Linked DNA regions of Canis lupus: region 1 is linked to region 2. The links are chromatin contacts, called in public Hi-C maps. All regions are on one chromosome and are shown on one strand. The core of a region is the stretch at or near the end of the contact, and the rest is flanking DNA. Distances in the headings are between cores, read along the strand shown. Region 1 holds the start of TMEM270 (transmembrane protein 270). Region 2 holds the start of ELN (elastin).

What was found. A called contact is a pair of places that touch in the nucleus more often than the background predicts.
Region 1: a Hi-C map of liver shows a contact between it and region 2, with 7 times the contacts expected there. The contact joins the promoter of TMEM270 here to the promoter of ELN in region 2. A contact is called at or near these places in 3 of 9 Hi-C or Micro-C datasets (amygdala, blood and liver).

Annotation. Positions count from the first base shown.
Region 1 is chr6:6,390,089-6,393,308 of UU_Cfam_GSD_1.0, forward strand. It overlaps TMEM270 (transmembrane protein 270), which reads right to left and starts at 1,350. Exons shown (of 3, transcript XM_038539093.1): 1 at 1,197-1,350. The coding sequence starts at 1,268. It overlaps LOC111096195 (a long non-coding RNA gene), which reads left to right and starts at 1,347. Exons shown (of 3, transcript XR_005360538.1): 1 at 1,347-1,417.
Region 2 is chr6:6,246,471-6,249,402 of UU_Cfam_GSD_1.0, forward strand. ELN (elastin) reads right to left here and starts at 1,656. Exons shown (of 35, transcript XM_038539091.1): 1 at 1,487-1,656. The coding sequence starts at 1,568. LOC102157065 (a long non-coding RNA gene) reads left to right here and starts at 1,754. Exons shown (of 5, transcript XR_005360533.1): 1 at 1,754-2,225.

The DNA of each region.
Region 1 (3,220 bases), core at 100-2,599, 140 kb after region 2:
CAGTGATGTCCACAATAGCCAAACTGTGGAAGGAGCCCCGGTGTCCATCGAAAGATGAATGGATAAAGAAGATGTGGTCTATGTACACAATGGAATATTCCTCAGCCGTTAGAAATGACGAATACCCACCATTTGGTTCAGTGCGGATGGAACTGGAGGGTATTATGCTGAGTGAAGTAAGTCAATCGGAGAAGGACTAACATTATATGGTCCCACTCATTTGGGGAATATAAAAAATAGTGAAAGGGAATAAAGGGGAAAGGAGAGAAAATGAGTGGGAAATATCAGAGAGGGAGACAGACCATGAGAGACTCCTAACTCTGGGAAACAAACAAGCGGTGGTGGAAGGGAGGGGGGGGTGGAGGTGACTGGATGACGGGTACTGAGGGGGGACACGACGGGATGAGCACTGGGTGATATGATATATGTTGGCAAATTGAACCCCAATTTTAAAAATTTTATTAATCAAATATTTATGCTTATATGAGAAAATATCTTGTAATTTAGATAATCTATGATTACTATAACCTCTTTTGCCAATAAATGACTGAAAAAAAAGAAGTCTAGCAAAGGAAGTGGTTCATTATGATAATAGAAGGAGTGACCATACCCCCTCAGCCCTCTGATCCTGCAGATTTGAACCCCAGGCGGTTTTTTCTCCCAAGCACTTGGGCTTTCCTGCCCACCGGCTACCTGTTGGTGTCATGAGGGCAGCTGGGGACAAATGGCAGTGGCATTGGGGTAGAAAAATGTGAAGTGCAGGGGCAGTGACTGAGTGACCTCTAGAGAGGGGTAAAGGAGAGAGTGGGACCCAAGATCTCCAGGCTTCTGTCCTGGGTGACAGGGTGGATATGATGCTTCCCATCTAATGGAAGAAAAGTGCAAGCTTGAGTGGGGAAAGAGACTATAACGGGAAAGTTCCACCATTCCTGGGGCTGAACGGGCCCTCATCAGAGCCCTAAAGCACCCCATCTAGACCCCACACACCTTTGTCCAGAGGACCACCTGGAGCCCTAGGGGGCGGCATGGGAGACGGCCATCTGGGACTGGCTATGTACCCCACTACGGGCACTGTGGCTTGTGGGTGAGGCTTCTGAGGGAGGCAGTCACCTAGTTCCACCGGATGGGACAGGTCCATGGGGTCCAACAGCTCTGAGGTAACTGGGAAGGCCTGGGGGCCCCCATTTCCCACTCACCAGCACTGAAAGCTTCACTACCAGCAGCAGAATTTCCAAGAGGCTGGATCTGACCGGAGGGACGGCCTCCATATCTGCCCCTTCTCCCCCTCCTCCAGCTGGGAGAGGAAGGGTGACCTCACAGATACTGCAGGGTGGGGCTGAGTTACCGTGGTGACCCGGTTGCCATAAAAGACCCCCTTCTACCTGCCTCCCCCACCCTGCAATGTGCAAAAACTAAGGTATTTGTCTTCTACATCCTGTCCCCTTCCTGGTTGGAGACTGCCCAGACACCCACACAAGCGCCAGAGAAGGTTCTCAGAGGGACAGCCTCGGGGCCTGCAGTGGGAACTGAGGCAGTCCTTGTGTACAGAAACTGTGGCTGAGGGTGGCTGGGGGCTGCACCTGCCCACGTCTGTGGAAATCCCAAAGAATCAAAGGCCCAGGAAATAGATATCTTGACACCATCCCAGGGCCACAGGGGACACTGTATTTGGAGACAGATAGGAGCCTCAGCTGCCCAAACCTGCAGACCCCTACCTAAGCCCCTCTATGCATCCCCACATACGCACACACCCCACCACAAAGCAGAGAAATGAAGTTGCTAGTTTTCCCCTCAGATCTTAGTGACACCTAAGACTCCGTTACAGCAAAGCAGGGGAGACAGAGTGTGCTGACCTGAACGCTCCAGAGAGTTCTGGAGAGAGGCAGGGGGAATGAAAGAAAGGCAACAATTTGCTGAACTCGCCCACTCCAAGGAGGCCACAGGCTGCCTGGAGCATCTTGCAAAGCTTGCCGGAGGCTGCAATTAGGGTCAAAGGCTTAGGATTTTCTGGGAGAATCCAGAACTTTTAGTACAGAGTGCCTCAGATTGCTTTCCTGTCTGGGTCCCCCCCCCCCCCGCCCCTCCCCCCTCCCCCCTCCCCCCCCCCCCCCCCCCCCCCCCCCCCGCAGGTGCTCCAGGAGGCCACAAGAGGAGGCTCTCACAGCCTTTTAGAAATTTTTAGAAGCACGCCCTCTTCTGGAAAGGCTACTGTAATGCGGGGCTCGGTGACTAGAGGGCACCCTGGTGCAGGTTGGAAAGGGTGGTTGCCACCCCAGCGCTCGCCCACACCATGTCTTCAGTCCTCATTTGCCACCTCGGCCAGGCACCCTTGTGCAGGATGTAACCTGCCCAACTGGACGTGGGAACCCAGTCCCTGCAACATCAAGGATGACCTCAGCCCAGTCTGTCCACCAATTCCTTTCCTCTCCTGGGACAACAGCTGGGGTCTGGAGGGTGAAGTGTGCAAAGTCCCTCCACTCTGTCCTCTGCCTTTCCTATCACCCACCCTCCCTCTGTACCCGCGACATTGTGGCACTAAGGGGTCACCAGGGCTTCGAAAAGGCCTCCTTGCATTAAGTTTTGAAGGATGGCTAGGAACTTCCCATAGAAACTGTGAAGGACGGTCCGGACAGGGAAAGCAGCATGATTTGAACACTTCTGAGAGCAGAAAGCGGGAGGCAGGGAGGAGCACAAGGCAAGTGGTGAGGTCGGCAAACGCCAAATCTTTAAAATAATAAAAAGATTTTATTTATTTATTCATAAGGCACAAAGAGAGAGGGGCATAGGCAGTGGGAGTAGAAGCAGGCTCTATGCAGGGAGCCCGATGTGGGACTTGATCATCAGGACCTTGGGATCATGACCTGAGCCAAACGCAGACACTCAACCACTGAGCCACCCAGGCGTCCAGCCACAGAATATTCTATCACACAATGAAAGCCGTAGAAGAGCTGAGGCAGCAAGGAGATTCCTGTGTGCTCTAGGACTGTCCCTCCTCGGGAGGAGGAGAGACTGGGGAGAAGGGGTCTGGGCTGGCGAGGGTGGGGAGGAGGTGGGGCAGGGGACGGATCAGCTAGGAATCCACAACAATAAACCCCGGGAATGGAGAGAAGTGGACAGATGCCAAAGACACGTAGAATGTAGAGCAACATGGTGGGAAGCAGTCATGTACCAGGAAAGGTCCAAGGTGGTACCCTACCTGCAGGTTGACCAGCCAGCCTCC
Region 2 (2,932 bases), core at 406-2,905:
GTGCTCAGGGGCCACACCTGAGGGAGTGGGGAAGAGGTTTGAGAGGGTCCAGAGCCGCTGCTCTTGGGGGTGCTGGGGTGGCCGGTCGTCTGGGGTTTGTCTTGCCCCCCTAGTATGCCCCCCGCCGCACCCCCATCCAGGTCCAGGTCCAGGAGCTGACCTCTGCAAGAAGCCTCTGCTCTCAGCAGTCCTGTTCAGCTAGTCAGTGGCTCGGGGGAGAGGGTTGCTGCTGCCCCGCCCCTCATTCCAGCCCTCCGGCCTGGCCCTGCTCCATCCCGCGCCCCCGACACTGGTCCCCCACTGAAGATCTGGTTCTAATGGCAAAGGGGGACGCCCATGGGAAGTTGACCCCACCCAGGCTACCCCACCAAATGGCTCAAGTCTCTGCACTCCTCTCTTCCCATGGCCAAGAGCACCTTCTGGAGGGCTCCCCAGGGGGCCACTCCTAGGAGCCCTTGAGGTGTGTAGCCTCCCCCGGGGAGGGGGGCATCCTTGTGGCCTATGGCAGAGAGCATGCCAGATGGTCCAGAACTGCCCCGAGGTCCACTTTAGCCTCTGTCACTGGCTGCCCTCCCTCTGCCAGGAGATGAATACCTTCCCCAGCTTCTCTGATCCTTGTTTGTGTCCTATACCACACACACACACACACACACACACACACACTCACAGAGTCACATGCTCGGTGACAGTCCACACCTGGATAGCATATTTCCCCTGTGTCCATTCCTGTCGGGTGGCAGACTTTCGCACACGCTAACAGGCACTTTCACAAACCCTACGCCCTCTCCCATCACACACACCTGCTCAGGGGTGAACCTGTGAACACACATTCCTCCTCTATGGTTTGATGACACATTTGGACATATACACACATGCCCACCTGCGCCGTAGCACACAACACACTTGTTCCTGTGTGCATGCCCTGCACACACATACACACGCTCCGATGGCCCGGCCCCCCTCACCAGGGACAGACCACAGCAGCAGCTTTCCAACCCGCAGCCCGGAATCAACGGAACTCTGACCTTCCTCTGAGGGGGGTCCTGACTTCCCCGGGGTGGGGGGAGGAACAAGGAACCTGTCGAGGTCACACAGCTCACCGTAGTCGCTGAGCTGGCCTCCGGCCCCAGTCCCCTGTCCCTACTGGATCCACACGTGTGCAAACTGCCTGTGCCCTGCCAGGGGACCCCGAGGGCCCTCCCGCAGCATGCTTGCGCGCCCCCCCCTCCGCAGACAGCGCCCGGGACAGAGGTGGGGGGCCTCAGCCGAGCCGAGCCGGGCGGCAGGACCTGGGCCGGTCGGGACCACCCTGCACCTTGGGGTGTCTGGTGACAGGTTCCTCCTCGGCAGGGCTGGCTCCCGGGAGGCGCGGTTGCGGGGATCCAGCGGCCGGGAGGCTCCCGCCCAGGGTCCCCGGACGGCGGGGTGGAGGGCGCCCAGGTCTGTCAGGGGGGGCCGCGGCATCCCGGGGCAGGGAGAGGCCTACCTCCGGGCTGCGAGGGGCGGGCGACGGACAGCAGGAGCAGCAGGACTCCGGGCCGCAGGGCTGCAGCTCTCAGACCCGCCATCTCGGGGAGAAGTGCCCCGGGCCGCTCTCTGCGCCTCGTTTTATCCCCAAAGCGTAATTGCGGCCTCGTCGCTGAGAGGGAAGGAGGGCGGGCGGCGGGCGGCGGGGGAGGGGGGAGCTGGGGGAGGGGGCCGCGGGGAGGGGGCAATTACGAAAGGCCCCGCTCCCAAGCCTCCCAGGCTGAGTCTGACTGGACTGGATGTGGGCTTTTTTCCTTAAAACACACTCACCCGCGCGCACACACACACGCACACGCACAGTTTCCCCATCCCTCTCGGCTTCCCTCTGTAGCTGTTCCCTCCGCGCTGGCCGCGTTCCCGCCAGAAAGTGCGAGGGGGGCCTCTGCCAGGACAGCCCTCGGGAGAGGAAGCGGGGGGAGGGCCCGCAGCCCGGCCAAAACTCCAGCCCCAGCCAAGGCCCGAGTGGCCAGGCCCCCGCCCCTCCGGCTGGGCCCGGGGCCCAGCGTGGGGACGCAGGCCAGCTGTCCTGTGCCTCTGCCCCCACCCCGGCCCTCCAGACTCCCCCGACACCCCCAGGTCTGGCCAGAGACTGTCCCTGCCCGAAGCTGGGGGTGTGGGGTGTTGGGCAGGTCTGGGGTCCAAGGCCTGGGGCCAATGTCTGCAGAGGCTGAGGGGCTGTGAGCAGAACGGCCTGGAAGGTGAGATCATGCTGGCGCTGCCCTGTGGGGCATCAGGGGAAAAGAAGGGGGGGGGGGGGGGGGGACTCTGACACACTATAGGTCCATCCTTTATGGACTAAGGTCACTGTCTCCCGGCTGATGCTGGGGAGGGTTTGGGGGCAGGTCTAGGATCTGCCTCTGCAAAGGCACAGAGGCTGCATTAGAACAGCCTGGGAATTAAGACCACATTGGCATAGTGCCCTGGGGCATCTGGGGGACATGTGGGAGACCCTGACACACCACAGGGATTCCATTCCTCATGGATCAAGGTCACAGTCCCACACACAGGCCTGTGTAGACCACAGTGTCTGGGGATGTTCAGACAGGATCCCCAGGTACTCTTTGGGGGACCGAGGGGTTGGGGACCTCACCCGGATTGAGTGTCCTGGCCCCTCTTTATCACCCAGCCCCCATCTATCTCAATGCTGAGCCTCACTAGCACCCAGACCAGACTCCAGAGTCCCCAGACGGCAAGTTCCCTCCCAGCCACAGGAGGACGCCTGGGGCGCTGACATTCCGCTGGTGGCCAGGAGGGGGCGGCCCTGTGCTGAAACAGCTGAGACCAGCATTTCCAAGACTCCCGAAGTCCCAGCCTGCCTGCACAGGATGAGGACCTTGGGGACTTTCCTGGGGTTGGGTAGAGTAGCGGAGGGTCATGCCTCCCCAGCCCCCCGAAATTGGGGAAG